Regions from separate parts of the Mus musculus genome. Here all the other regions are linked to region 3. Evidence: chromatin contacts called from public Hi-C, HiCAR-type and promoter capture Hi-C data. All regions are on one chromosome and are shown on one strand. Each heading gives the region's core, a stretch centred on a gene start, on an enhancer-like site or on the middle of the called end of the contact. The rest is flanking DNA. Distances are from core to core; before and after follow the strand shown. Region 1 holds the start of 4930517G24Rik (RIKEN cDNA 4930517G24 gene). Region 2 holds the start of Terf2 (telomeric repeat binding factor 2). Region 3 holds the start of Ist1 (increased sodium tolerance 1 homolog (yeast)). Region 4 holds the start of Cog8 (component of oligomeric golgi complex 8). Region 5 holds the start of Cyb5b (cytochrome b5 type B). Region 6 holds the start of Vps4a (vacuolar protein sorting 4A). Region 7 holds the start of Has3 (hyaluronan synthase 3).

The links. Promoter capture Hi-C pulls out the DNA fragments that hold promoters and counts their contacts. A called contact is a pair of places that touch in the nucleus more often than the background predicts. HiCAR-type assays count read pairs that join an accessible place to other places.
Region 1: a HiCAR-type map of astrocytes shows a contact between it and region 3, with 5 times the contacts expected there. The contact joins the promoter of 4930517G24Rik here to the promoter of Ist1 in region 3. A contact is called at or near these places in 3 of 115 datasets of contacts at active chromatin or transcription factors (astrocytes, embryonic forebrain and large pre-B cells).
Region 2: a promoter capture Hi-C map of second pharyngeal arch cranial neural crest shows a contact between it and region 3. The contact joins the promoter of Terf2 here to the promoter of Ist1 in region 3. A contact is called at or near these places in 4 of 39 promoter capture datasets (cranial neural crest, hippocampal neurons, pre-B cells and 1 more) and 4 of 115 datasets of contacts at active chromatin or transcription factors (acute myeloid leukemia, astrocytes, embryonic forebrain and 1 more).
Region 4: a contact with region 3 is called in a Hi-C map of B cells, with 8 read pairs. The contact joins the promoter of Cog8 here to the promoter of Ist1 in region 3. A contact is called at or near these places in 7 of 39 promoter capture datasets (the C10 cell line, cranial neural crest, hippocampal neurons and 3 more), 1 of 484 Hi-C or Micro-C datasets (B cells), 4 of 115 datasets of contacts at active chromatin or transcription factors (the 230-238 cell line, astrocytes, embryonic forebrain and 1 more) and 1 of 9 other capture datasets (liver).
Region 5: a contact with region 3 is called in a promoter capture Hi-C map of pre-B cells. The contact joins the promoter of Cyb5b here to the promoter of Ist1 in region 3. A contact is called at or near these places in 4 of 39 promoter capture datasets (cranial neural crest, frontonasal cranial neural crest, hippocampal neurons and 1 more), 1 of 484 Hi-C or Micro-C datasets (B cells) and 1 of 115 datasets of contacts at active chromatin or transcription factors (large pre-B cells).
Region 6: a HiCAR-type map of astrocytes shows a contact between it and region 3, with 4 times the contacts expected there. The contact joins the promoter of Vps4a here to the promoter of Ist1 in region 3. A contact is called at or near these places in 3 of 115 datasets of contacts at active chromatin or transcription factors (the 230-238 cell line, astrocytes and embryonic forebrain).
Region 7: a HiCAR-type map of astrocytes shows a contact between it and region 3, with 8 times the contacts expected there. The contact joins the promoter of Has3 here to the promoter of Ist1 in region 3. A contact is called at or near these places in 1 of 39 promoter capture datasets (cranial neural crest) and 1 of 115 datasets of contacts at active chromatin or transcription factors (astrocytes).

The regions. Positions count from the first base shown.
Region 1 is chr8:107,203,102-107,206,746 of GRCm38.p6, reverse strand. 4930517G24Rik (RIKEN cDNA 4930517G24 gene) reads right to left here and starts at 1,417. Exons shown (of 3, transcript NR_166499.1): 1 at 1,158-1,417.
Region 2 is chr8:107,094,196-107,097,926 of GRCm38.p6, reverse strand. It overlaps Terf2 (telomeric repeat binding factor 2), which reads left to right and starts at 1,379. Exons shown (of 10, transcript NM_001371065.1): 1 at 1,379-1,805; 2 at 1,903-1,998; 3 at 2,975-3,105. The coding sequence starts at 1,418. It overlaps Mir7075 (microRNA 7075), which reads left to right and starts at 1,821; the gene lies at 1,821-1,902.
Region 3 is chr8:109,691,696-109,695,213 of GRCm38.p6, reverse strand. Ist1 (increased sodium tolerance 1 homolog (yeast)) reads left to right here and starts at 1,920. Exons shown (of 10, transcript NM_028018.2): 1 at 1,920-2,030.
Region 4 is chr8:107,054,626-107,058,483 of GRCm38.p6, reverse strand. It overlaps Cog8 (component of oligomeric golgi complex 8), which reads left to right and starts at 1,747. Exons shown (of 5, transcript NM_139229.4): 1 at 1,747-2,223. The coding sequence starts at 1,829. It overlaps Nip7 (NIP7, nucleolar pre-rRNA processing protein), which reads right to left and starts at 1,607. Exons shown (of 5, transcript NM_025391.2): 1 at 1,494-1,607; 2 at 1,305-1,391; 3 at 1,073-1,211; 4 at 297-437; 5 at 1-107. The coding sequence starts at 1,549.
Region 5 is chr8:107,149,164-107,152,600 of GRCm38.p6, reverse strand. It overlaps Cyb5b (cytochrome b5 type B), which reads right to left and starts at 1,940. Exons shown (of 5, transcript NM_025558.5): 1 at 1,728-1,940. The coding sequence starts at 1,889.
Region 6 is chr8:107,029,333-107,032,895 of GRCm38.p6, reverse strand. Vps4a (vacuolar protein sorting 4A) reads right to left here and starts at 1,627. Exons shown (of 11, transcript NM_126165.2): 1 at 1,405-1,627. The coding sequence starts at 1,425.
Region 7 is chr8:106,869,434-106,872,881 of GRCm38.p6, reverse strand. Has3 (hyaluronan synthase 3) reads right to left here and starts at 2,046. Exons shown (of 4, transcript NM_001331048.1): 1 at 1,931-2,046.

The sequences.
Region 1 (3,645 bases), core at 168-2,667, 2.5 Mb after region 3:
TACGCACTCCTGGCCTCTACAAAGAGTCCTAACCCACTAGGAGTTAAATGCTCCGATTGAGGCGCAGAGGGGAGAGAGAAGAGGTGACCCCTCTTCTCAATCAAGGTTGTAATAACATCTGTGCCCCAAAAGGTTAAGAACGTGGTTGTGGAAGGCACATAATTAGGCTAACTAGTCACCATCCTAAACATGACCCAAAACTGCCACAGTCACGAGAAAGGAAAAGTGTTCCACCATCCAAAGAAAACAAAGCTACTTCCAACAGGAATTGGCTGTCATAGTCTCTGCACTCGGAAAAAAAAAAAAAAAATCAACAGAGTATCCGCCCAGCCTGCCCAAGGCCCATCCCTTCCATCCCTTAAGCACAGGTCTCCAGGGAAGGCAGTGTTCCTTTGTTTTCCAGTCTGTGGGCAACTGGCTGGGCGTGGAGCCAGAGGTGAGGGACCTGTGTGGAAGAGAATCCTGCAGGGTGCTGAGCCTTGCAGGCTAGAAGCTGCCCACGGGTGGGCTCGGGCTTTGCCTGGACAGAGATACCCAAGAGCCCACAGAACAGGGGGGACAATGCGTCTGCTGCAGAGGCAGCGCCCTGGCCTGCTTTCTTCCCGCAGCTCCTGCCAGGGATCTGGGCAGCATTCCTGCCCCCGCGTTCCATCCAGCACCGCAGTCTTACTCATGGGCCTTGGTGCTTTTAGAAGTCGTTTGGGGACCTTTCAAAATTGGCACGGCCATGTTTTCTCCCTGGGGGCCCCCCTCAGCTTTCAGAAGCTGCTCTGCTACGTTGGTATACAGGGACACTCCCTTCCTCTGACCCTTCTTGGCTTTGGAAGAGGAGGACCTGGGAGGTGGCAGATGTCCCAATAAAGGCTGGAAGGAGCCCCGTGAGTGCTCGGGCGGTTGAGCCAGAGAGCTGCGCCAGCACTCGGGGTAACCTCCGGGGAGGGCGCAGTCCACACACATCCTGGCTTCCAAGAGCAGGCCTTGGGTGTCTGCCCATTATCAGACTCTCCGGCTCAACCCTAGGCTTTGAGCCCCAGAGGGGTGTCCCTCAGCGTGGAGTTGTCCTTCTGTACTTGCATTAATACACCCCCAGGGGTGCTTAGTATCCATTTCCAAGCTTCCCCATGGTCATGAAGGGCACCTTCATCACCAGGACTCACCCCAACTTACTGTGCACCGCTTAATTGGAAGGACATCTAGACGCCATGTCCAAAAGTGCACACACTCATTCCTTTCGTTAAAGTCGGCCTCTTTCAGGATCCTATTCTGTCTTCACACCCAGTGTGAAGTCACGAGGGGCTGGGACGATACACAGTCTCTTTCTTCTTCACAGGGGCTTGGCAGCCTTCTCTTCTCCACTGTAGACCTCGGGGAGTGCTTGAATGGGGCCAATGCCAACTGCCTCTGTAGATGTCAGACTCACGCATGCGCACTGTGCACTGAAGGCCCCCATTGCCTAAGCCCCTGTCCCACTGGCTGACAGGTGGGTGCCCTGATGGGTGTCCACACAGAGGAGAGGCTGAGCGGAGGACAGGATGCAGTAGGGAGCTTGCTCAATGTGGAAGCCCCCTTTGGAAGCCCTCCTCCACAGTTCTTCCTGGAGATCGCTCACACCTTGCCCCTACACCCCTTTTCAGATCAGGATAGTATTGGCTGCCCCTCCACCGACCCTGAACTGCTTCATTATGACTTGAGACAAATTTTCCCTAGACCCTCCCTACACTCTGCACTTGGTACCATCATTAAACTGCCCTTGGGGCGATCCAGTTGTTGCTTTCCAGGACCAATTCCGGGCTGGCCTGTCTTAGGTACTCCACACCCTGCTTTGAATAGGTGATTTTTTTTTTTTTTTTTACTTTAGTGCAGTACTTGCAGGGGAGTTGAATCCAGGGTCCTGAGCATCCCAGGTAAGCTCCTGTTGTCACTGAGCTATATCCCAGTCTCGAAGCATGAACGACAGAGAAGGATGGTTGAGCCCGGAGAGATGTGATGGCTCACCTATTGAGACGGCTTTTTGTAACTCCAGCACCAGGAGACCCAACACTCTCTTCTAGCCTCCTCAGGCACCCACACATGTGGGCATACCAGCACACAGACAACATACACAAAATTAAAATAGCTTTGAAAAGGAGAATGCTATCCCGGCATGGTGGTAGACAACTTTAACCCCAGCACTCAGGAGACAGAGGCAAGCAGCTCTCTGTGAGTTCAAGGCCAGCCTGGTCTAGAAAATGAGTTCTAAGACAGGCAGGGCCACATAGACAGACACTGTCTAAAAATAAAGTGTTGTGCTTCTATTCATATATCATAAAATTCACCCTTTTAAGAATACACTGTAGGAGCTGGGCATGGTGGCACACACCTTTAATCCCAGCACTTGGGAGGCAGAGGCAGGTGGATTTCTGAGTTCGAGGCCAGCCTGGTCTACAGAGTGAGTTCCAGGACAGCCAGGGATATACAGAGAAACCCTGTCTCGAAAAGCCAAAAAAAAAAAAAAAGGCCCTACAGTGTAGGGCCTTTGCTATACTTAAACAGCCATGACCACTAACTGAAGCCTTCATCCCCCTATATTCACAAGCAGTCCCTAGCAACATGACCCTTCCATCCCTGTCAAGTCCAATTTGTCCCAATCTGTGTCTGAACTTGACTATTCTGGACATGTCACATAAGTCGGATCATATTGTATGTGATTTTTTTGGTGTCTGGTTTTTCTTTCATTTAATGTCATGCTTTCAAAACTCATCCATGTATCAGTAACTCCTTAATTCTTACTGCTGAATAGTTTTCCATCATGCACATGTCCATGTGTGCACGTACATGCACACGTGTACACACACTGCATTTCATCTCTGGATACTTGAAAAGGCTACGGTGGGTATTTTATATACTTTATATGAACATCTATTTTCTTCTTTATTTTTTTTTATTCTATGTGTATGAGGTTTTTGCCTGCATGTGTGTATGTGTACCATGATCATGCTTGAGCTCCATATAGTTGTAAGCCCGCATGTAGACGCTGGAAATTGAACCTGGGTTCTCTATAAGAGCTTTAAAGTGCTGAACCATCTCTCCAGCCTCCTCGCACCCACCCCACACTGTTATTTTGAGTCAGAATCTTGCCATATACTCTAGGCTAGCCTCTAATTCATGATCCTCCTGCCTCAGCCTCCTGAGCAGTGGAGTTACAAATATATGACACTAGGCCTTGCTGAACATGTTCTCAGTACTCACGGCACATACGGAGGAGGGGAAATTGCTGGGTCACATGATCTCTCTTTGGTCATTGTTTTCAGGAAGAACCCTGTATTTTAGGTTTCTGTGTTTCCCACATCATACATAGTGTGTTCTTTCCCATGTGGCCACAGGTATTGACATCTGCATGGTGCAGTACCCATACAGATCAGGGCATGGAACAAAGGACATCTTGACAACTGCAGATCTGCCTTTAGATACACATCAGCTGATCAGACTACACAAAGGAAAACACTCATAGTAGGGCTGGGGAGATGGCTCAGTGGTTACGAAGCACTGACTGCTCTTCCAGAGGTCCTGAGTTCAATTCCCAGCAACCACATGGTAGCTCACAACCATCTGTAATGGGATCTGATGCCCTTTTCTGGTGTGTCTGAAGACAGCTATAGTGTATTT
Region 2 (3,731 bases), core at 130-2,629, 2.6 Mb after region 3:
TGGACCCAGCCAGCCCTCACCCTACAGAGTAAAAAAACTCAAGCTCTGGACTTGAAAACTTGCCCTGCTCCACTCTCACCCCAAGAAACCCCACATAAACCCTGCCTTCTACTCAGTATCCAGCTGCCTCTCGCCTGAGCCTGAGTCTTCCTTCCTTCCCAGTAAATTTCTTGTGTGTGAGGTTTGTCGTATAGTGTGACTTTGTGATATTCCTTGGTTCTTGACTGCCAAGATACTTTCCCCTCAGAGCTATAACTTTTACACTGGGTGTAAAGACATGGACCACTGCACCAAACTTAAAAATCAGATTTTTTTTTTTTTTTGTAAACAAAAATAGATTGTCCAAGCATGCTCTGGATGAGTTCATGAAAAGCAATTGGAATCCAGGAGCAACAAGATAGATGGTTCAGTGGATAAAGATGCTTGCCAGAGACTAAGCCAGATGACCTGATTTCAGTCCCTAGGATCCACATAATGAAAGGCAAAAACCAACTTCTAAAAGTTATCCTTGGATCTCTGTGTATACACACACACACACACACACACACACACACACACACACAATTTGTTGAACCCTGAGCTACAGGAACCAGAAATAGTAACTCAGTTCATTTTAATACAATCCTCACGATGTCCACTTGACAGAAAGGGGCACAGGTACACAAACGGAGAAGTAACTTGTTCAAGGTTTACACAATAAGAAGCAGACCTGTCAGGATATCAAGGCAGATAGTTTAGCTCCTGTTAAGTAAGGCAAACAGGCTGGAATCACCAAGCAGCTTGGATTACCATAGCTAGGATTGCTTTAGAGAGTGGCTCCAAAGCCATGTTGTGGATGGGCTCTGACATGAGTTCAAAACTAGCCTGGGTAACTTTGCAGGGCCTGTCTTAGAATACATTTTTACTAGGTGGCTGGGGACAGTGCACGGTTGATAAAGTGCTTGCTCTAGAATGGCGAGGACCTCCGTTGATTCCCAGAACAAACCTATGTTTTAAAAAGAAAAAAAGTAAAAAAAAAAAAAAAAAAAAAAAAGGCTGGCCATGTTGGCACTATCTCAGCACTGCAACACAGAGGCAGAGTTCTATGTCTTGAGTTCCAAGCCAACCAGGGATACACAGTGAGACTCTGTGTCAAAACAAAACAAAGTAATTTCTTTCTACTGTACTGCTTTTCACAATTTGCGAAATGTCTAACATTATGCACGCGCTTATTTTTCATATTCTTTACACTGTCCCAAGTCTGCAGCGTAGTCTTCAAAATAGCGCGCCTGGCTGGGCTGTGTGGACTCCAATCCCCAGCAAGCATTGCAGCAGACACAAGAGGAACTACGGATGCCGAGGAGGTGGGTAGACCCCCCGCCGCCTCGGTCCTTTCCCTCCCAGAAGCCCGCGGGCGGCTCGGAACCCCGTCGGTATCATGGCTGCGGGAGCCGGGACAGCGGGCCCTGCTTCCGGCCCGGGCGTTGTGCGTGACCCGATGGCGTCACAGCCAAGGAAACGGCCCAGTCGGGAGGGCGGGGAGGGCGGGGAGGGCGAGCGGCGGTCGAACACGATGGCGGGAGGAGGCGGGAGCAGCGATAGCAGCGGGCGGGCGGCGAGCCGACGGGCATCGCGCAGCGGCGGGCGGGCTCGACGGGGGCGACACGAGCCAGGGTTGGGAGGCGCGGCCGAGCGGGGCGCGGGGGAAGCTCGCCTGGAGGAGGCGGTCAACCGCTGGGTGCTCAAGTTCTATTTCCACGAGGCGCTGCGGGCCTTTCGGAGTAGCCGGTACCGGGACTTCAGGCAGATCCGGGACATCATGCAGGGTGAGAGCCGGCTCGGGCCGCGGGGAGGAGGACATGGTTTTGGGGGGCATGACTTGGGGTCCGGGGCTCGCGGAGCCAACCATGTCTTCTTTCCCAGCGTTGCTTGTCAGGCCCTTGGGGAAGGAGCATACGGTGTCCCGGTTGCTGCGGGTTATGCAGTGTCTGTCGCGCATTGAAGAAGGAGAAAATTTAGGTACGGCTATTTTTTGTGTGTTCTTTTCTGGGCTTACTTACGTAGGGTTTTGTTATTTTCAAACTTAACATCCGGAACTGAAAGATTCCGGGTTAAAGTGCACTACTGGTTCCACCGCGGAGGGCTTTTTCATTCAACAGTGGTTGAATTCTCTAATTCCGGTTTTCTCCAGTTAAAGTTTCTTGGCTGTCTTTTGTTTTGTTTTCTCCCACCTGTTAATTGCACACCCATTTTTATTGCTACAAGTAAGTTACGTCAATAAGGACACATCTTTCTCCCTCTTCCTCCAAATAGTAAAGTGGGAACACTCTCCCATCCACACACAAGTTGAACTTGGCAGCTACTTAACAAACTCTCTTCATTGTTGGCCCCTTGTATCTGAGGAAGTTGTGTTATTCTGGATTTTGGAGGCAAACATATATGTTATAATTGAGCTGTATTAAAAAGTATTGAAAGATAGTCACTTAAAATACGTTGAAGCCAGCCGGGCAGTGGTAGTGCACACCTTTAATCCCAGCATTTGGGAGGCAGAGGCAGGTGGATTTCTGAGTTCGAGGCCAGCCTGGGCTACAGATCCAGTTTCAGGACAGCCAAGGCTACACAGAGAAACCCTGTCTTGAAAAACAAAAAAGAAATATGTTGATTGGAATTTGAACCATATATCAAGGACATAAACAAATAAATGCAAACTTTACTGGGTCTGTATGGCCCTTTTATATTATTAGTTTTTTTTTTTTTTAATGACAGAGTCTTAAAAGAGTCTACATAGCCATAGCTGTTGAACTCACTGTGTAGACCAGGTTGGCCTCTGCCCTCTGCCTCCTGAGTGAGGAGATTAAATGCCTGGTTTGCATGGTTCTTTGTACAAATGAGTCTTGTGGTGTTTGCATGCTTTATAAATAGCTATGTAAACTTTTTGGACATGTTTGCTCCTCCTTAGCAAAGAGCTTAAAGTGGAAACTGTGTTTTGTCCTAGACTGTTCCTTTGATATGGAGGCTGAGCTCACACCCTTGGAATCAGCTATCAATGTGCTGGAGATGATTAAAACAGAGTTCACACTGACAGACTCTATGGTTGAATCCAGCAGAAAACTGGTCAAGGAGGCTGTAAGACACATTTTTACTATTTTATTTTATTTTATTGTCTAGCAGAAGTCAGGGATCTTTGCAGACTCCTTGTGGAATCTTTTCTGCGTGGGTAGAGGGAAGAGCAGGTGGAGGGAGAGACAGACAGAGTAAGTAGTAAGCCCTCTAGCTGTGGAGAGGATAGCTCTGTGGTTTGGGTTGTTTTTGTGGCCTTGGGAAGTGGTTGACGTTGAAGACGGTTTTGGAAGTTTGTACCTTTGAGGAGCACTGAGGCCCCCCAAGTATCTGTGGTCCTAGGTTTGGTTGCCATTGTCTGTAATAAGCCAAAAGGAATGGTTAGGGCCTTGGGAAATGTGGGACTGAGTTTTTTGACTGCTGAAAGGAAGACTTAAGGAATCATTCCTGCACTAGACTAGAGTCAACCAGAGAAGAGACAGAGCACAGACAGAGCTCCAGAGTGACAGAGCGACAGAGTGACAGAGCGACAGAGTGACAGAGCTAGCTGAGGAGTGACAGAGCTCCAGAGTGACAGAGCGACAGAGTGACAGAGCTGAGGAGTGACAGAGCTCCAGAGTGACAGAGCTCTAGAGTGACAGAGCTAGCTGAGGGGTGACAGAGCTCCAGAGTGACAGAGCTAGCTGAGGGGT
Region 3 (3,518 bases), core at 671-3,170:
GTCCTTATATGGTCTCTAGCAGAAGGTGTAGCCCAGATTAAAGGTGTGTACCACCACACCTTTAATCCCAGATGACCTTGAACTCAGAGATCTCACTGTCTTCAAGATCTCCATACCAAGATCCAGGTCAGAAACTTCTATCTCCCAGCCTCCAGATCAGGGTCACTGGTGACCCTTCCAATTCTGGATTGGAGTTCATTCCAAATATAGTCAAGTTGACAACCAGGAATAACCACTACAGAGATCCCCTGGGGTTGAAATTAGGTGGTTTTGAACCACCTGTCACAGGTGCTGGAAACCCAACTCTTGTCCTCTGGAAAAACAGTGTTCACTCTTAGCCACTGAGCCATTTCTTCAGCCCTGACTTCAGTATCTGAAAACATAATAAAGCTAGCAAGGACACTCCAGTCCTCATCACCATTAAACAAACAAACTGAAGCTTTATGGCTGCCATTTTACCTTTATACACATAGGCATTTCTTACATGAAAAGATTTTATACAAAATAACAATATCTGATATGTATGCCTTTATTATCTAATGACATTCATCTGAAAAAAAAAAAGGATTGGTTAGTTTGAAACTGTATCTAAACAATGTCCACACACATTCGCACCTTCGGTTGGGTTGTCCCTAGGCACTTTAAATATGAACAACCTGCCCCTTAAGTGCTGCGATACTTTTCTATCATCGGAGCCAAACAACAGCCATCTTCAGGAATGTAGCTGTGCCCAAAGATCATCATATTTGAAGGAGGGGCCAAGAGGGTCTTGGAACCCTCACCTGGGTATGCCTGCAATCGATACCAGCTGTTGAACGTACTTCCGCCCTAATTACGTGTAGCCTGGGGAGGGGCTAGAGTGTGGGCTGGAGAGCAGTAGGGAAGTGGGCTCCATCCATGCCAGGAAGCCTTCATTTCTACTGGATACTTTCCAGTGCAAGCTTATTTGAAGGAGAGTGATTACTCACTTGCTTGTTAAGTGACTTGTCACCTATGGTCTGTAAATGAGCCCAATAAACTAATTTGTGCTTCAGGGGAAATTTTTCTATCATTGTACTTTGTTGTTGGGACTGTGTGTGTAGAAAGTGTTAGCCACAAATGTCATGATCTCATTGCAGAACTACAATTTTTCTATGCAAATATTTTGCTGGGGGAACGATCTGAACATTTTATGGGAACCAAATATTGTGTAATTCTAAGGTCCTAGTATCCTGGAGCTTTGAACAGCGGCACATGGTTACAAGCCAGTTATTTTCAATTCATATTATCCTCCCAAAGTAACCTGCAGTCCTCGTTTTACCACTGACCCAAGACAAGCCACAGTTTTGGTCTTGATAGCTGTGGCCTCATAGCAGGGCCAAGAGCCAGAGAACAGGAAGGCTCTTTCTCGCTTTCAAGCCCAGAAAAGCCTCTGAATACAGATACAAAATAAGAGCGAGAGTGGAGGCTGTGCAGAGTACATTAGTGAAGGTGCGGGGCGGACAGTGTCGGTGGAAAGAGAGGCGGTGGAGGAAAGTCGGCTCCACAGCGCTGAATCTCGCCCAACCATCCCTCCGAGGTCGGAGTCCCAGGACCGACCGACCGACCGACCGACCGACCGGTGAGCTAAGTGGGGAAGCCAGACTCCGCTCGGATCCGCGGGCGTTTGCGAGACAGTCTGCAGCCGGTTTTTCCAGGGGCTGGAAGAATCTGGAACAAGGGTACCGGGCACAGAATCCAGGAGAAGCCTCCACCCGCCCCGCCGCGCCCGGGGCAAATTGCAAGGCGCGCCCTTAGCAAATGACTCAACCCACTGCGTGACGTTAAGTGTCACAAGTCAGGTCCCACGCCTCCGCCGTGGGAAATAGTCCCTCGCTCCGCCCCTTGTTGTGTGCGCAGCCAATCCCTGCTAGGTAGGGCGTGGCTAACACCGCCCCCTTGGATTCCTCCGCTCGAGTCCGCGGTGGGGAGGTCGAGGGAGTCGCCATTTTGGATGCCGAGCGGCTCCTCGGAAGTCGGCTTCTTCCGTTTTCACGTCCGGATCCCTCCAGGTGAGCGTGCCCTCCTTAGACCTAAGCATCTTTGTCTCCCTCTTCCATCTACGTCCCGCTTTTACGGAACCCCAGCGTTAGTCTGTAGGACCGTGAGGACAAGCCGTCCGCGCCGTGTCAGCGGGGGAAGCCCTGGCAGTCGGGGTCAGGCCTGAGGTCGGGCTCCGGCCGTGGGAGGAGGTGGGACCGCCTAGACAGGTGCTGGCGTCGCTGTTGCCCCCGGCATGAGCCGGGCACTGAGGAGACACCCCTCTGCAGTGCGGTCGGGTCGGGACCCTGAGGGAGGCCTTGTCCCCACCGCCGCGGTTGCTGCGGGGTGAGTCAGACCAGGAGAGCCCGAGGGAGCGCTCCTCTTCCGGGTCCTGGGGTCAGGCGTGGCCCTCAGGACCTTGAACTTGAGCTAGGATGCGGACCGGACCAGGGCTGCGGCCGACTGATGTCAGGGGGAGGCTACGGGGGCTTATTGTGTACAGTCTGTTGTTGTTGAATGGCTCCCGGGAGGAGACTGTCATTTCTTTTGTTGTGCCTTCTTGGTGTTTGTTCTGGTTTTGTTTGTTTTTGTTTTTGTTTTTGTTTTTTTGTTCTTACGAGAACAAAACAGTATAATCCCTCCATCAAACAATCAACCTGTGTTTCATTGTTTCAGTCAGACTTTTCCATTTCCATATGCATGTCTTTTTCCAGCTTAGTAAAATATTAGTCGGTACATTTGTTAACATCTCACACCCTTCAAGGTTTTTTGACCTTCGTGGGGGAACTTCACCGCATCCTTGTGTTTAAGTCACGCGGCTTCTTAACATTTTCACTTGATAAAAACAATGCTTTCTTCCCCTGATTACTTTCGTAGCCTTTCTCTTTTTCTTCTTGTGCCTCTGGTTTCTAACAAGACCCGAGCCTCTAGAGTCCTTAAGTAGACTCTGATCCACTTAATTTAGGCTCTAATCGGGATCAGGTCCCAATTATATGTAACCTTTTGTGGTTTAAAGTGCCAACACTTCCCAAAACGAAGTGTAGTCTATGAAAATTATTTCATGTGGAACCCTTAAATTACTGATAACGAGGTTTCCTTTTTTTTTTCTTTAAATATTTATTTTATGTGTATGGTGTTTTGCCTAGACCCTTTATCTAGGGTCCCAGGCATATCTGCATCATGAGTGTGCTTGGTGCCTGTGGAGTTCAAAGAGGGTTTCAGATCCCCTGGAACTAGAGTTATTGGGCCGTTGTGAGCCACCGTGGGGGTGTTGAGAATTGAACCCAGGTCCTCTGCAAGTAAGCACCAGGTAGGCTAGGAGCTGGATTGAATGACGAGGAGGAAGGCTCATGTGGTGGCTAGGCATTTAGAGGCCCTTGTGGCCAAGCCTGGTATAAGTTGATCCTTGGTACTTGCATGAAAGAGTACCCACAACTGTTCCACGCTTGTACTGTGGCCCTTGCAAATGCATATGCACACGTGCACACACACACATCAAAGTTTGAAATTCCTTCTTC
Region 4 (3,858 bases), core at 498-2,997, 2.6 Mb after region 3:
TCTTCATGGCGTACGTACTCCCCAATGTCTGCTTGGTGGAACACCACAATTGCCATGGGGTCCACTTTTCGGCAGTCTTGGGTAGACTTTGCTGCCACCCCAAAACCCTGGAATTGAAAGAACAGACATTCATTTATAAGGAAACAAAACAAAACAAAAACTATATTGAAACAGCTGTATCTTTGAGAACTGTGAAAGGAGCCAAGAAGTCAGTCTCCGAGCTGCTGACTGAAACTTCATCCTTTCCAGTGGGTACCTGGCATTTGCCGTGATGGATGGCTACCGTGGCTACTCACCAGAGGAATGTCCGCCATGGAATAGACAACCACTCCCTGGTACTGAGATGTGTTCTCAGTAATTCGACCCAGACCGGATTTCAACACATGGTTTCCATACAAGAAGGACTGCTCTGCTCCCGGCTTTACCCACACTTTATACTGAAAGAGAGTTAAAAGCCAAGACACAAGGATGTTGGGCTATATCCCTAAATGCGGATTAGCAGCTGCTTCCGAGTTTAAGGAGAGGTGGGGAACCTTTAAGTTGTTTGGACCCCCCCCCCACTTTTTTGTTTTTGTTTGTTTGTGGGTTTTTTGTTTTTTTTTGAGACAGTGTTTCTCTGTGTAGCCCTGGCTGTCCTCGAACTCAGAAGTCCGCCTGTCTCTGCCTCCCAAGTGCTGGGATACCCCAATTTTTGATCTTTCACCATGGAGTTCCTTCCTCAACCTAACATCGAAATTCAACCTTACATCGAAATGCTCACATAATCAGCAATTTCCTTTTTTTTTCCCCTTGGACCCTAGGATCACCCTCACCACTGGCACTTGTGTCTTCGTCTCTGCTTTCTGAGATCCAGCTGACACGGTGGAGGCCTGTTTTCCTGTAGACAACTAGGCTATGCAGCTCCATGGCCATAACCCTTCCTAAACGTGTCCAAGCAGCAATATCGACAAACAACTTCTTAGGCTGACGCTGTCCAGAAACTCGTTGGAAAGAATCTGTGCTCTGACCTGGCCGCCGTCACCCGGGACTTCATCCCGGATGGCAACCTGGAGACCAGGCCCCCACAACGTACCTTGGCATAGGGGGCCAGGTAATCCAGAGCTGTCACGTGCAAGCGGAACTTGTGGGTCTTGGTAAACTTCCCAAAACACGTCCCCAGCGACACGAGCTTGTCTCCGGAGATGTTGGCGGCCAGCTTCAGCATCATCTCACTACAGGGGCGCGGGAGGAAGGTACCCGGTGACGACCAGGGATGGATGCACGCCTCCAGCCCGCCACGCAGTGGGCAGCACGCCCCACCTCACCTCACATAGTACACTCGGTCGTTGTGCAGCCGGAAACAGTACGTGCCGTCGGGTCTGTCCACTAGGAGTTGAAGGTTCTCTCCGATGCTGAGGGCAACAAGACCAGCGTCTGAGCCGGGACCGTCCCGCCCCGGAGCCGCATCCCCACTCCCCGCACGCCCGTCCCTCATCCGCCTCTCCAGTTCTTACTACTTCGCGATCTTCTCAAACATGACCCGGGTCTCTTCTTCAGTCAAGGGCCTCATCTTGCCGCTTGCTTGGCTCCCGGGAATCCTCGTGCCTGGAGAGCCGGAAGCGGAAGTCACTTTCCCACCCGCCCACTTCCTGGGGTCCACGAACGCGTGTCTCTCTAGCCTAATTCTCCGTGATCTTTGCGCAGCCGCCGCCTACCGTGGCGGACTTCCGGGGACCGAAAGCCGGCTAGATGAGAAACCATAGAGACGGGAAATGTTTCCCCCAATCGTTTCCGTTTCCCAGGAGCGAAACCGGCTCTGAAGAGGAAGTGACGGTACCGTGCTTGAGAGATGGCGGCCGCTCTCCCTCTCCAGCCCTCCACGACCGCTTCGGCCACGACGACAGCCACGGCCGTCGCGCTGGGGGAGGTGGAAGATGAGGGCCTCCTGGCGTCGCTATTCCGGGACCGCTTCCCCGAAGCTCAGTGGCGTGAGAAGCCCGACGTGGGCCGCTACCTCCGGGAGCTGAGCGGCTCCGGGCTGGACCGGCTGCGGCGCGAACCCGAGCGCTTGGCGGAAGAGCGGGCCCAGCGGCTGCAGCAGACGCGCGACCTGGCTTTCGCCAACTACAAGACGTTCATTCGCGGGGCCGAGTGCACCGAGCGCATCCACCGGCTCTTCGGCGACGTGGAGGCGTCCCTCGGGCGCCTGCTCGACCGTCTGCCCCGCTTCCAGCAGAGCTGCAGGTGCGGCTGGCCTGATGGGGACGGGCGCGTCATTGTATCTGCCAGGACGCTATCGTCATGACCCAAGCGTAGTGTACAGGGCTCTCTCCTGATTGCCTTGTTAATCCACTTAAACTTCACAGCAGCCATCTAGGTAGGTAGCGTCATTATTTTACAGACGAGGAAGTCGAAGTGAAGTGACTTGTCCAAGAACACAGCTAGTAAGTTTCCAAGAATTGGAAGCTAGGAGTCCACTACTCCCTCATAGGCTGTTGTTTAAATAATAAACATTCAGCCAGTCTTATTGACACTTGTGATCCCAGTATTCGAGTCACAGAGTCATCATCCTAGTCTGAGTATTGAATTCATGGACAGCCTGAGCTACATGAGACATTCAAACAAACTAAAAAATGTATGCATCCGGGCGGTGGTGGCGCACGCCTTTAATCCCAGCACTTGGGAGGCAGAGGCAGGCGGGTTTCTGAGTTCAAGGCCAGCCTGGTCTACAGAGTGAGTTCCAGGACAGCCAGAGCTATGCAGAGAAACCTTGTCTCGAAAAACCAAAAATAAATAAATAAATAAAATTATGCAAGGCAGTTCATTGAGCCTGACATAGTTAACCCTATATAAATGTGGGCTGGAGGTGCTCAGCTTCAAAATGTCCATCGATAGGAAGCTGACAGATCCTATTTGTCATTGTAGGTTGTCAAAAAGCATTTCCTTTTTAAGCTATGTTACATTTCTAGGCCCTCGATCTAATACACTTAGTTCTGCTATCCAGCAGGTCAATTTTTCTTTGGAAGCTTGGATATTAAAAACAGGTTGTGTACCCCATATGTCTGAAAAGAGATTCAGGACTGCATAAAGCGAGTTTCTGGAATTACTATAGAAAAGTGGAGAAAGTTTAAGTGGGAGCGCGAAAGATACATAGCAGCACATAACATGAAGACCTGAAGAATCTTAGGGCAAAAGTGTGGCTTATAGAGTGGTTAGTGCTCTATTAGAAAAATATTAGTAGCTACTTTAAAATGTGTATCTCACCTGCATGTATGTCTGTGCACCATATGTGCCCAAAGGAGGTTAGAAGAGGGTGTCAGATATCCTGGGACTAGAATTATAGGTGGTTGTGAGCCACTAGGTATATGTGTTGGGACCTAAGCTGGGGTCCCCTGCAAGAGCAGTGATCACAGAGCCACTTCTCCAGCCTTAAGTCCAGCTAGTAAGGGATTTGTAGACGCTTTCCATACATTTACTTTATGTAAGGTCTTACATACATGCCATCTTGCCTGTCTCTAACATTCACACCAATGAAAAGACAGGTCCAGAGAAGCCAAGTACCTTGCCGTAACATAGACCTCCTTCGTGAGACCTAGAGCAGTTCAGTCCCAAATGTTGACAGTCTGGGCAGCCAATATAAATCTACAAGCCATTTTTAAAATGACATGGAGGGAGGGGTACCACCATGTTGATGTGGAAGTCAGAGGACAGCTTGTAGGGTGGGTTCTCTCTCCAGTGAGGGGATCACACTTAGGTCAGCAGGCTTGTTGGCAGGCACTAGGCACTGTACCCACTGAGCCATTGTGACGACTCCATGCAAGCAATCAATTAATGAAAAGTTTCTTAAATCTTGAGTTAAAAGTTCTTTCAAGTGTAATA
Region 5 (3,437 bases), core at 691-3,190, 2.5 Mb after region 3:
ACAGCAAACAGCTAGGCTGGGGGCATAAGGGGTTTGGTTCAGTGTTTGCCCTGTACTCATCTAAGGCCCTGGGTTCAAGCCAAAAAAACATTGTTTTAAAAGGAGGAAAAAGCCGGGCGTGGTGGCACACGCCTTTAATCCCAGCACTCGGGAGGCAGAGGCAGGCGGATTTCTGAGTTCGAGGCCAGCCTGGTCTACAGAGTGAGTTCCAGGACAGCCAGGGCTACACAGAGAAACCCTGTCTCGATAAACCAAAAAAAAAAAAAAAAAAAAAGAGAGAGAGAGAGAGAGAGAGAGAGAGAGAGAGAGAGAGAGAGAGAGAAAACAAGAACTGGAGAAATGGCTCAGTGGTTAAGAACACTGACTGTTCTTCCAAAGGTTCTGAGTTCAAATCCCAGCAACCACATGGTAGCTCACATCAGATGCTCTCTTCTGGTGCGTCTGAAAACAGCTACAGTGTACTTACACATAATAAATAAATGCATAAATCTTTAAAAAAAAAAAAAGAATCTTTAGGCTGGGCAGTGGTGGCGCCTTTAATCCCAGCACTTGGGAGGCAGAGGCAGGCAAATTTCTGAGTTTGAGGCCAGCCTGGTCTACAGAGTGAGTTCCAGGACAGCCAGGGCTACACAGAGAAACCCTGTCTTGGAAAAAAAAAAAAAAAAAGATTGACAGTCAGCAAAGGAACAAGAGAGTAACATCTTAGTGGGGTGAAATGTTCTTTTTCCTTACTGTAGTGACTACATGGTCAAATACACTTGTCAAACCCCAGCTAGAGGTGTAATATAGTTGACAGTGTTTGCCTAATAAGCATGAGCGATCTGATCCCTAGAAAGGCATATACAGGAAGATTAGAAGTTCAAGGTCTACAGAGACTATGTAATAAGCTGAAAAACGCCCTGTCACAAAGAGGAAAATTATCTGTGGCCCAACAGTCTCAAAGAGATCTTGAGTAATAAGATTTGATTTGAAGCACTAACAAAAGGGTTGAAAGCCAGGTGTTGGTGGCCCACACATTTAACCCCAGCGTTCAGAAGGCAGAGGCAGAAGGATCCCTGAGTTCGAAGCCAGCCTGCTCTACATAAAAGTTCCACGGACACACACACACACACACACACACCCCACACACTCTACTGCCTAACCAGGAACAGGGGTGGGAGGAATCTCAGCTCACTGGATAAGAGCACATGTGCACATGTTCTGTTTTCTCGGAAGATCCAGTACCCAACACCCACATCAGGAGGCTCACAACCTCCTCTTATCCAGCTCCTGGGGTTCTGACCTCTGGCACCAAACGCAGATGCAGATGCCCCCACCCCCACCCCCACCCCCCCCACATACAAAATTTAATTGTTTTTACTTTTTAAAAAAACTGCCTTCTCCTCTAGAAAATAAAAGCCCCCCAAAGCACTGCTTTCTAAGGCATACTTCCTGGAAAGGAGCAGTTCTGAACTGGGCTCGATTAGGTCGTTAAGTGTGTGCCCTTGAGAGCTCCCGGCCTCCGTGAGCCTCAGTTTCTCTTTATGGGAAACGGGTTGATGGCCTGGCGTGTGATCTAGCATCCTGCAAGTGCTCCATGCATTGAGAAACGCACGTTGTCAGTCGAGGCTGAGACTGCAGCCCCTCCGAGGGTCACGGTTCCTTCCGGGCGCCGGACAGCCACGCGTGGCCTCTCCCCACCCCCACCCCGGCAGCGCGCGGAGGCCTCCCGCCTCCCCGGCCCGCACCTCGCTGAGGAAGCGGGTGATATCGTAGACTCGCCCGTGGATCACCATCCACGTCTCTTCCGCCGAGTTTCGCTTCGCCACCTCCTCCAGCCGGTAGTAGGTGACGGAGGGCTCGGAGCCCTCGACCTTCTCGCCACTGCCGCTGGCCTCCGGGGTCGCCATGGGATCCGAAGCCCTCTCCGCCGCTATCTGGGCTTCCACCGCTAACTTCCTTGACTTGCCGGCCCGCGCTGGGTCCTCCTCGGCTTCCGTAACCGGGTAAACCTGGTCCGACGTCCGACTGGCCAATCGGCGTCGACCAGCCCCTCCAACCTTGCCAATCAGATATCGTGATTTTGGACCAGCGCCTAAACGTGGCCGGGTGACAAGTGTCACCACAGGAGAGCATTCTCTCTGCTCGGCCCATGGGCAGGCCCGGCCCTAAAAGAAAAGAGCCGGTTTCCAGCGTCTCTTTTCCCTTCCTGCCACCCTGGGTCCCCGAATGAACGGACCCGCATTTTCCCTTGATCTTCCCATCCAGAATTGCAGCCCCCGGGGTTACAAGCTTTGCTGTCCCCCAGACTGGTTCCCTTTAGGCTCCAAAAGGCTCAACAATTAAAATGGGTGTGGTGACCTCTACCTTCCTTGCCCAGAGGTTTGGGATGTGTGTTAAAGAGAGTGTGCTAAGAGAGGCGTGAGCCCAGCAATCCACTGTGTAAATCACAAGTGGCGTTGGACTCCATGGCTCTTAGGTACAAGGCCTTAGGACAGCAGTTGGGGCAAGGGTAGATGTCCTAAGTTTCTTCCACTACTGACAAAACAATCTCTAACTGAATTCTTCAGTGATCAGGGCTCATCTACACTGTTTTAGTTTCTAAATGGCCTAAAATAGGATTTACTTCAAATGACCCTTGCTAAAAGTCTAGGTAATTTGGAATTCTAAGTTAATGTGCAAGGTTGCGAGCCTTTCTCTTTAATTGCGGTGAAAACTAAGAGGCTGATCATCCTAAAATGTTTCACGGTGTTACTTCACAACCTAGCACTCATGACTCTGTAAACTATTTGCAACCTCTTTCACTAATATTTTATTGTTTGTTTGTTTGTTTAGAAATGTATCAGTATGTAAGCCTGGTTGTCCTGGAACTCAGAGGCCTCTGCCTCCCATGTGCTGGCTTAAAAGGACACCACCATGTCTACTTTCCATAACCTAAGTTCCTAATTACACAAACTATGTACTGTAGTTTGCTCTGATGGCTCTCATAAATACTGACCAAAACCAGCTGGAGAAGTAGAAGGTTTATTATGCTTGCAGGTTATAAGCCATTGTCTTAGTCAGGGTTTCTATTCTATGCACAAACATCATGACCATGAAGCAAGTTGGGGAGGAAAGGGTTTATTCAGCTTACACTTCCACATTGCTGTTCATCACCAAGGAAGTCAGGACTGGAACTCAAGCAGGTTAGGAAGCAGGAGCTGATGCAGAGGCCATGGAGGGATGTTCTTTATAGGCTTGCTTCCCCTGGCTTGCTCAGCCTGCACTTTTATAGAACCACAACTACCAGCCCAGGGATGGCACCACCCACAATGGGCCCTCTCCACTTGATCACTAATTGAGAAAATGCCTTACAGCCGGATCTCATGGAGGCATTTCCCCAACTGAAGCTCCTTTCTCTGTGATAACTCCAGCCTGCATCAAATTGACACACAAAACCAGCCAGCACAGGGGAAAGG
Region 6 (3,563 bases), core at 378-2,877, 2.7 Mb after region 3:
GGGGTGGAGCTGGAAGTACACAAGACCCAGACTCATGGTTGACATGTATGAAACGTCAAAGAATAAAGGAAATCCCAGGAAAAAAGAAATCCGCTTCCTACCGGAGTCTGACAGCCTGAATTGAACATCCAGAAGAGAACCGATGCGTGCATGTTATCCTCGGACCTCCCCACACGGGCAGGTCATGGGAATGCGTGTGCGGGCACTGTCATACCCAGACAACACATGCACACCATACATACATATGCACGCAAACACAACAACGTACAATGCCACAGAGTATGCTACATGGGACAGTAGGGCTGAGGAGCAGTGGTTAAAGGCGTAGAGTTTCTTTGGTGATGATTCAAACCTCTAAAAGCCCTGGATGGTACAGTTTAAATATGTGACCGTTATAGCATGAGTGCTAGCTCTTCATAAAACTGTTTCCTAAAAGTTGGATAATATTCTTGGTTCACATGTAGTGCTAACTCTGGCCAGGCAGGTGGGATCAGGCCGAAGTTGGTTTAACCCTAAGAACAAACAGAACAGTTTCTGCAGTGAATGGTGGGTTCTAGTTCTGAATTCCATCTAATTTCAAGCCTAGAACAGAAATTTACTCCTGTATTTCTACTTGGAGCAGCCACCACCACCACCAGATATGCAAATATCACTCACTCTTTGATGCTCTGGCTAAAGTCCCTTCCTTCATAAAGTCTTACTTGGTTCCACCCAAACGCTTACTTTATTAGCAAAGGCTTACCGAGTACATGATATGCTGAACCTATGTTATAATTGCTTTCCCTGAATTATTGTCTCAAGTCGTCTGACAACCACCCTACAAGGGCACTGCCTATTTTAGTGATGAGGAAATCCAACATTCCAACATCCAAAACCTAGACACACTGGTGAGTGGCAGGGCTGGGATTTAAACACAAGCCTGAGGCCTGACAGTGTTTATGCTTTCTGACAGCTCTAGAACGAGCCCTTCCTTCATCCGGGCGGCGCCACCCCAGCATCACCCTGCAGGACGTAGGGAATGAATGAAGGGTGGCTGGCCGAGAAACCCGGGGCTCGTTGGAAGCAGCTCAGGGGGCTGCCAGGGCGCCTGGCAGGAGCGGGTGAACGCCGCTCCCGGAGCGACCTGCGGGACCCGGGCGCGCTCAGGGGGAGGCGGCGCCGCTGCAAGGCGGCAGTTCAGCCCCGGCTGCGCGTCCTGGGCTCCGGCCCGCCGGTTCGGCTTGGGCCGGGGCTCAGTGGAGACGTCCTTCGGGCTCCGAGCGCGGGAGAGGCTGCAGCGCGGGTGGGACGAGGCAGCCTGACAGGGACCGCCAGGCCGGGCTCCGAGGAGGCCACCGCCCGTCCGCTCCGCGGCCCGCAGGCCCTGCCGCCTTGGGCCTCCGCGGGCGCGCCGCACCCAAGTACCTGGAGGGTTGACGTTGTCATTTCATATCCTGGGTCCGCCCCACACCCCGCGGTGCTGCTTGCGGCCTCGGTCCGGCTCGGAGGAGCCGAGGTGGTGGGTCCGCCGCTTAGGAGCCCGGCAGGTCGGCTCTCGGCGCGGGCAGAGCTGCCACTAGCAGTGGGAGCCGAGTCCGAGGGTGAACGAGGAGCGCGGCCCAGAGCGGCCCAGCCCGAGTCACGCGGCTGCCGCCCTGTGGCCATGGCCTGCAACTGCAGACACCGCTCCTCTAAGAGGGGCGGGGCCTGCCGGGGGCGGGGTCTGGTGGGATACCGGTAAAGGGCCAGCCCGAAGGCCGGTAAAACCGGAGTGAGGGGCGGAGCCGCCGAGTGAGGGGTGGGGCCGACGGGGGCGGGGCCTGGTAGATCCGGGAGAGGAGCGGGGCTGGACGTGGACAAAGATGGGGAGTTCTGGGCGGAGTTGGGAGCCCAGGTGGGCGGGGCCGACCAAGGGCGTGCCTTGTGAGAGAGTGAGGGGCGGGGCGGAGGGAACAAGTAGAATCTGTACCCCACTTGAGTAAACCTAACCATAAAAAGTAAACTCCCTGGAGCTGTGTTTTCCCGCTATTTAATAGGTTATGTTAATTAGTATTTACCTTGCCTGTCTTAGGGGACAATGAATGAACTAATGTATACATAGTGAATGTCACACTGTGGGTTCAATCCCAGGTAACTGTTATGAGAGAATGATTCTAAAGCCTGTTTTGTGATGGTTTTTATTTTTATTTTTTTTTCAAGACAGGGTTTCACTGTGTTGCCTTGGCTGTCTTGGAACTCAGGCTGTCGACCAGGCGTAACCTCGAACAGAGATCCACCTGCCTCTGCCGTCTGAGTTCTGAGATTAAAGGCTTGTACCACCACCAAGTTTGTGCTAGTTTTTAACTGTTAACTTTTCTGGGCCAGCGAGATGGCTCAGCAGGTAAAAGCACTTGTGCACAAGACAAATGAGCTAATATCCCCAGTTCCTGCTGGGTGGAAGAAGAGAGCAGACTTCTTATAGTTGTCCTCTGATTGCCACACTCCTGCCCACCCAAACTCTCAGAGATCTGCCTGCCTTTGCTGGGATTAAAGTTTTGGGTTGCCATGCCCAGATACTTCTTTTTTTCAGGCAGGGTCTCTCTCTCTGTGTCAGGTGCAAAGGAAACTGCATTTCCTGAGATTCTGGAGCTGCTTCCCCTTTATCAAAGGAGCCACGTCATTTCCCTTACCACTGGCAGAAGGAACATGGCTGTCTGAGGTGCCTGTCAGCATAGGGAAGCGCACACTAGCCTCCAGGTCTGTGGGCTAATGTGCGCTTTGCTCCCTCCCCTAAACGTCACTCATGGGCTTCCCTTCCCCAGCTACTCATTTCTCCTCATAACCCTGCGATTTCAGCTCTGTGCCCTCTTGGTCTTGTCTTGTCTCTCCCTCTCTGCACAGCTCCTGCTCCCCTCACAGTCAGGTCCAGTCAGCTGACCCTATTCAGTCCACTCTGTTCTTTCTCAGCTCTGGGCTCTTCCGGATGCCTCTGACTGTTCCCTCCCTCATAGCTACAATAAAGATCATGGTGGCACATGCTTTTAATAACCTGCGCTCAGGAGCCAGAGGCAAGAGGATCTCTTGTGAGTTTGAGGACAGCCTGAACTATACAGCAAGCTCCAAGACCAACAGGACAGCATAAAGAGACCCCGTTTCAAAAAACCAGTCGGGGCTGGAGAGATGCTGGAGAGATGGCACAGCAGTTAAGAGCACTGGCTGCTCTTCCAGAGGTTCTGAGTTCACAGGAAGAAAAAAATTATGCCAAAAAGAAAAAAAAAGACCCCAGGAGTTCTAGAGGCTGGAGGTCTAAAACTCAAGTTACTGGTAGGGCCATGCTCCCTTGAAGCCTGCTAGGCGGAAGGCACACTTGCTGGACACCCTTGGAATTCCAGTGACTCGTAGATCCATCACTCCAGCCTTTGGACACCCCATCATGTCACATGACACAACCATCTCTCCTGTGGGTCTTTCCTAACACTACTCATACATAAAATAAGCAAATAAATCTTTTAAAAAAAGAAAAACAATCAACCATCCAAACATTGTGTTTAGTGGTGTGTGTGAGTGTGTCTGTGTCTCTGTGTATGTCTGCCTTGTGCTGACTA
Region 7 (3,448 bases), core at 797-3,296, 2.8 Mb after region 3:
GCCACTCAAACAGTGTAGGTTCCCATTTGTAACTAAGTTGGGGTTTCTAGCCCCCATCCTGTTGGGAACAACTGTGCATTAATGAGAGGAGCCCAGGACTTGACATCGGAGACCAAGGTTTGGACACGCTCCACTGCCTCCTGGCTTCCTGACCTTGCCCAAAGACTTACTGTCCATGTCCCCAAGAGGGATGCTAATGGTTCCTTGCTTCTCAGATCTCAGGTAATTTCCCTGACAATGGATGCACATTAGCCCCTAAGGGCTTTCCCAGGTGGGAGCGTTAGGAAGCAGTGTGGGAAGGAGCGGCTGCCCTCCATTCCTGTCTCTTTAGCTACCTGTCCAGATTGGAGAATCCTTGTTTTAGACAATGACCCCTCACTTCGGAAACCTGCTTCAATCCTGGTCTCCCTGAATCCAGGCACCATCCCAATAGGAATAGACTCTGCTGCCAGAGATATCCATCACATAGGATGGGTGCGGAACAGTCACTGCTTAAATCCGCAAAAGCATTCTTCCAGCAGTGTAGATTGGAAAGAACTCTTGGCAGCTTGGCCTCTCCGGGAAGCATGTCCTCTGGGCGGCCTGCCCTACCAGCCCCGGGAGCCGCCGCATGCTTCCTCTGTAGGACTCCCAGCCCTCCTTGCACACACCCAGCTCAGGGAGCCCCAGGCATACGTCCCCTGCCTAGTCTCCAGCTAGAGCTGATACATAGGGGACGCTGCGGGCCCTACTGCCCGCCTCGTTCTGGGAAGGGACGGGAGGTGCTGTGGCTGGCCCAGCAACCTGCGTCCTGGCGCCCCGCCTCGGTGCAGTTCCAGAGGCTGTCCGGTCAGGTCCAAGGCAGCTAAGGAAGCTCTCGCCACGCTCCTCACCCGGCTTGAGCTTCACCCCGCTGGCTAAAGCCACACAGCCACACCCACGTGCAGGTTTCCCACGACTCTGCTGGGAAGGAACGGAAAAGCCAAGGAACAACTGCCAGCCCAGACCCTACTCATCTTCTCAGGGCCCCAGGTACCTTGGCAAAGGAGTGCCTGCAAACAAAGGCAGCATCCCTGCAGTTGCCAGCCCCCTCCATCCGGGGGCCAGACCCCCTCCCCCTCAGGAATTAAGAGGTACCCATCTCCCTACAGAAGACCCAGGAAGGTTCTGCAGCTGGATATTCTATGTACAGTCAGGCTCTGGCACGGGCTCTTGTTGAGGTCCTCTGCCCAGAGAGGACACTGTATTTCCCCAAGCCGGTTAACCAGAATGTGATCTTATATCCTGGGCCGCTTCCTCCATCCTCTCAAAAGAGATCCAAGAAAGCTCGCCCAGGCTAGCTAAGGCGCACTTAGATTCAAGGGCACGAGGGTGGGGGCGCTTTACGGGATCCATGTCCCATAGGACAATGAAAAGAAATAAAAACCTCCAGGCAAGGACGCACACCTCCCTACCCAGCAGTAGAACTTTGAGGGCTGCAAGATTAACAGCAACTCTCCCACTGACAGGTGCGCCCTGCAGCCGGGCTCACGCACGGCAGTACAGAAACTTGCACTAGCGGCTGGAGCTCCTCCAATCTCTCCTAGGCACCCTTGGACCTCTCTGAACCGGCAAGGAGGAGGAACTCATCTCACAAACCTGTGCTGTAGGGACCAGATCGCTGGAGATCTCGGTGTCCCCGCAGGTGTGAACCCCCTGCGGGCGTGAGTTGGGGGGAGGGGCACTCTAGCCTCGCTCCCCGCACAGCCTCCCTCCACCCCCAATTCATTCACAAAACAAGAGCCGCAAGGGAGGAAGGGAGGAGAGGCTGCGGGAGCCCAGGATGTCGGAAGAAAGGGAGGAGGGGGTAGGGAACATGGTGCAAGCGACTGCCGCCGGGAAGCATTGAGCGGCCGGAGCCCCAGGGTCCCCAGGTCGCGGTAAGAGGCTCCGGCCCCTTGGGTGCGCTCACCGTGCCGCCGGCTGCCGGCGTTCCGGTGCTCAGCAGGCCCGCGGCGGCTCCATGCTCCTCCTCCGGCTCCCGCCGCCGCGCACTGCCTCCACGGTGCCGCTGGGGCTCCGACTGACGACCGCCTTGCCCAGCAGAGCCGCCTTAAGTATCGCGCGCGACCCACTGGGAAAGGCGCCCTCCTCCGGCACCAGGGCAGGGAAAGTTGGCAAGAGTGGGAGGGCTCCCGGAGCCCGCGGGAGCGCCCGGTGCCCGGCCACCGGCTGGCGCTCGCCAGACTCGGGGTCTGTCGTGGACCTAGCCCCTCCGAATCGAGAGTCGCAACCTCTGCCTCTAGAAAACTAGGGACCCCCAGTGCAGCCCAAGGCTCAGCTGCTCCACGCCGACCTCCGGGCCAGCAGCCTTGGAAAGGCTGTCATTGTCCCTAGCCTAGTACCTGAAGCATCGTTAACTTTCCGGATGACCAGTGGGGACCTACAAAATCGTTCATGTCCATCCCCGCCCCCACGCCCCGCTCCCGAAACCTGGAAACCTACTCACCCTGCAAACGGGCTACCCCAGAAAATCTTCTGAACGCCAAGGGGCGGCTCGCTATGTGAGGGGACTCCCTAAAAACCTTCCCGGTGGCAACAGAGAGGGACAGAAAAGAAAAATTGTCAAATAAAAGGAGGCTGGTCAAAGAAGGTGTTAACTATTATGACAAGCTGAGCTTTGAATTCCGCAGCGGGGCGCTGATGACTTTAAGGCTGTTTGCAAAAGCTGCAGATTGGTCTAGCAGGAATCCAGGAGGTTCCGGTCTTAAAGCCCAAACGGCTCTTCCTCCCCACCTTTCTTTCCCACGTCCCGACCTCTTAGGTCCCCATCCGACATCCTCGCTGGCAGTTCCGTGGTCCCTGGAAGTTGGTGTAGACTCCTCCGGTGAGGTGAAGCCGAGAGGGAGTCCAGGGGAGAAGAGTGTTTGTTAGAGGTAGAAACTCTAGAACCAGCTGGAGATCTCGAGGTTTTACATCTCAGAAAAACCTGAAGAGAAATTGTAATTAAAGACTAGTTTTAAAAATGAATTTATGGGTCCTCCAACCGTCAGAGATAACTTCGCAGGCGGAAACAATTTAATAGGCATGTGAGCTGCTCCAGTCAGGAAGCCATCCCTCTCAGACATGCCCATAGGTCACTTAGCCACAGAATCCACAACACAGCCACCCTGGGCCCCTGCTCCGCCCACTCCCACCCTGACAGACAAAATCAAAACCTTTCACCCTGCTTCATTCAGGAGAAACACCACTGCATGGGCTAAAGGGCTGGGCAGTGAGTGAGTTTGTTTTGTTGAGACAGAGTCTGTAGCCCGGGATAGGCCTTTGAACTTCCCATATAGCCAAGGATAGATAAACCTGAACTTCTTATCCTCTTTAACTCCGAAGAGAAGGATGAGGGCCACCACACCCAGTTTATTCACTGATGGGGACTGAATCCTGAGCTCTGTGCATGCTTTGTCAAAGTTCTAGCCCCAGCTCCAAAGAGTGT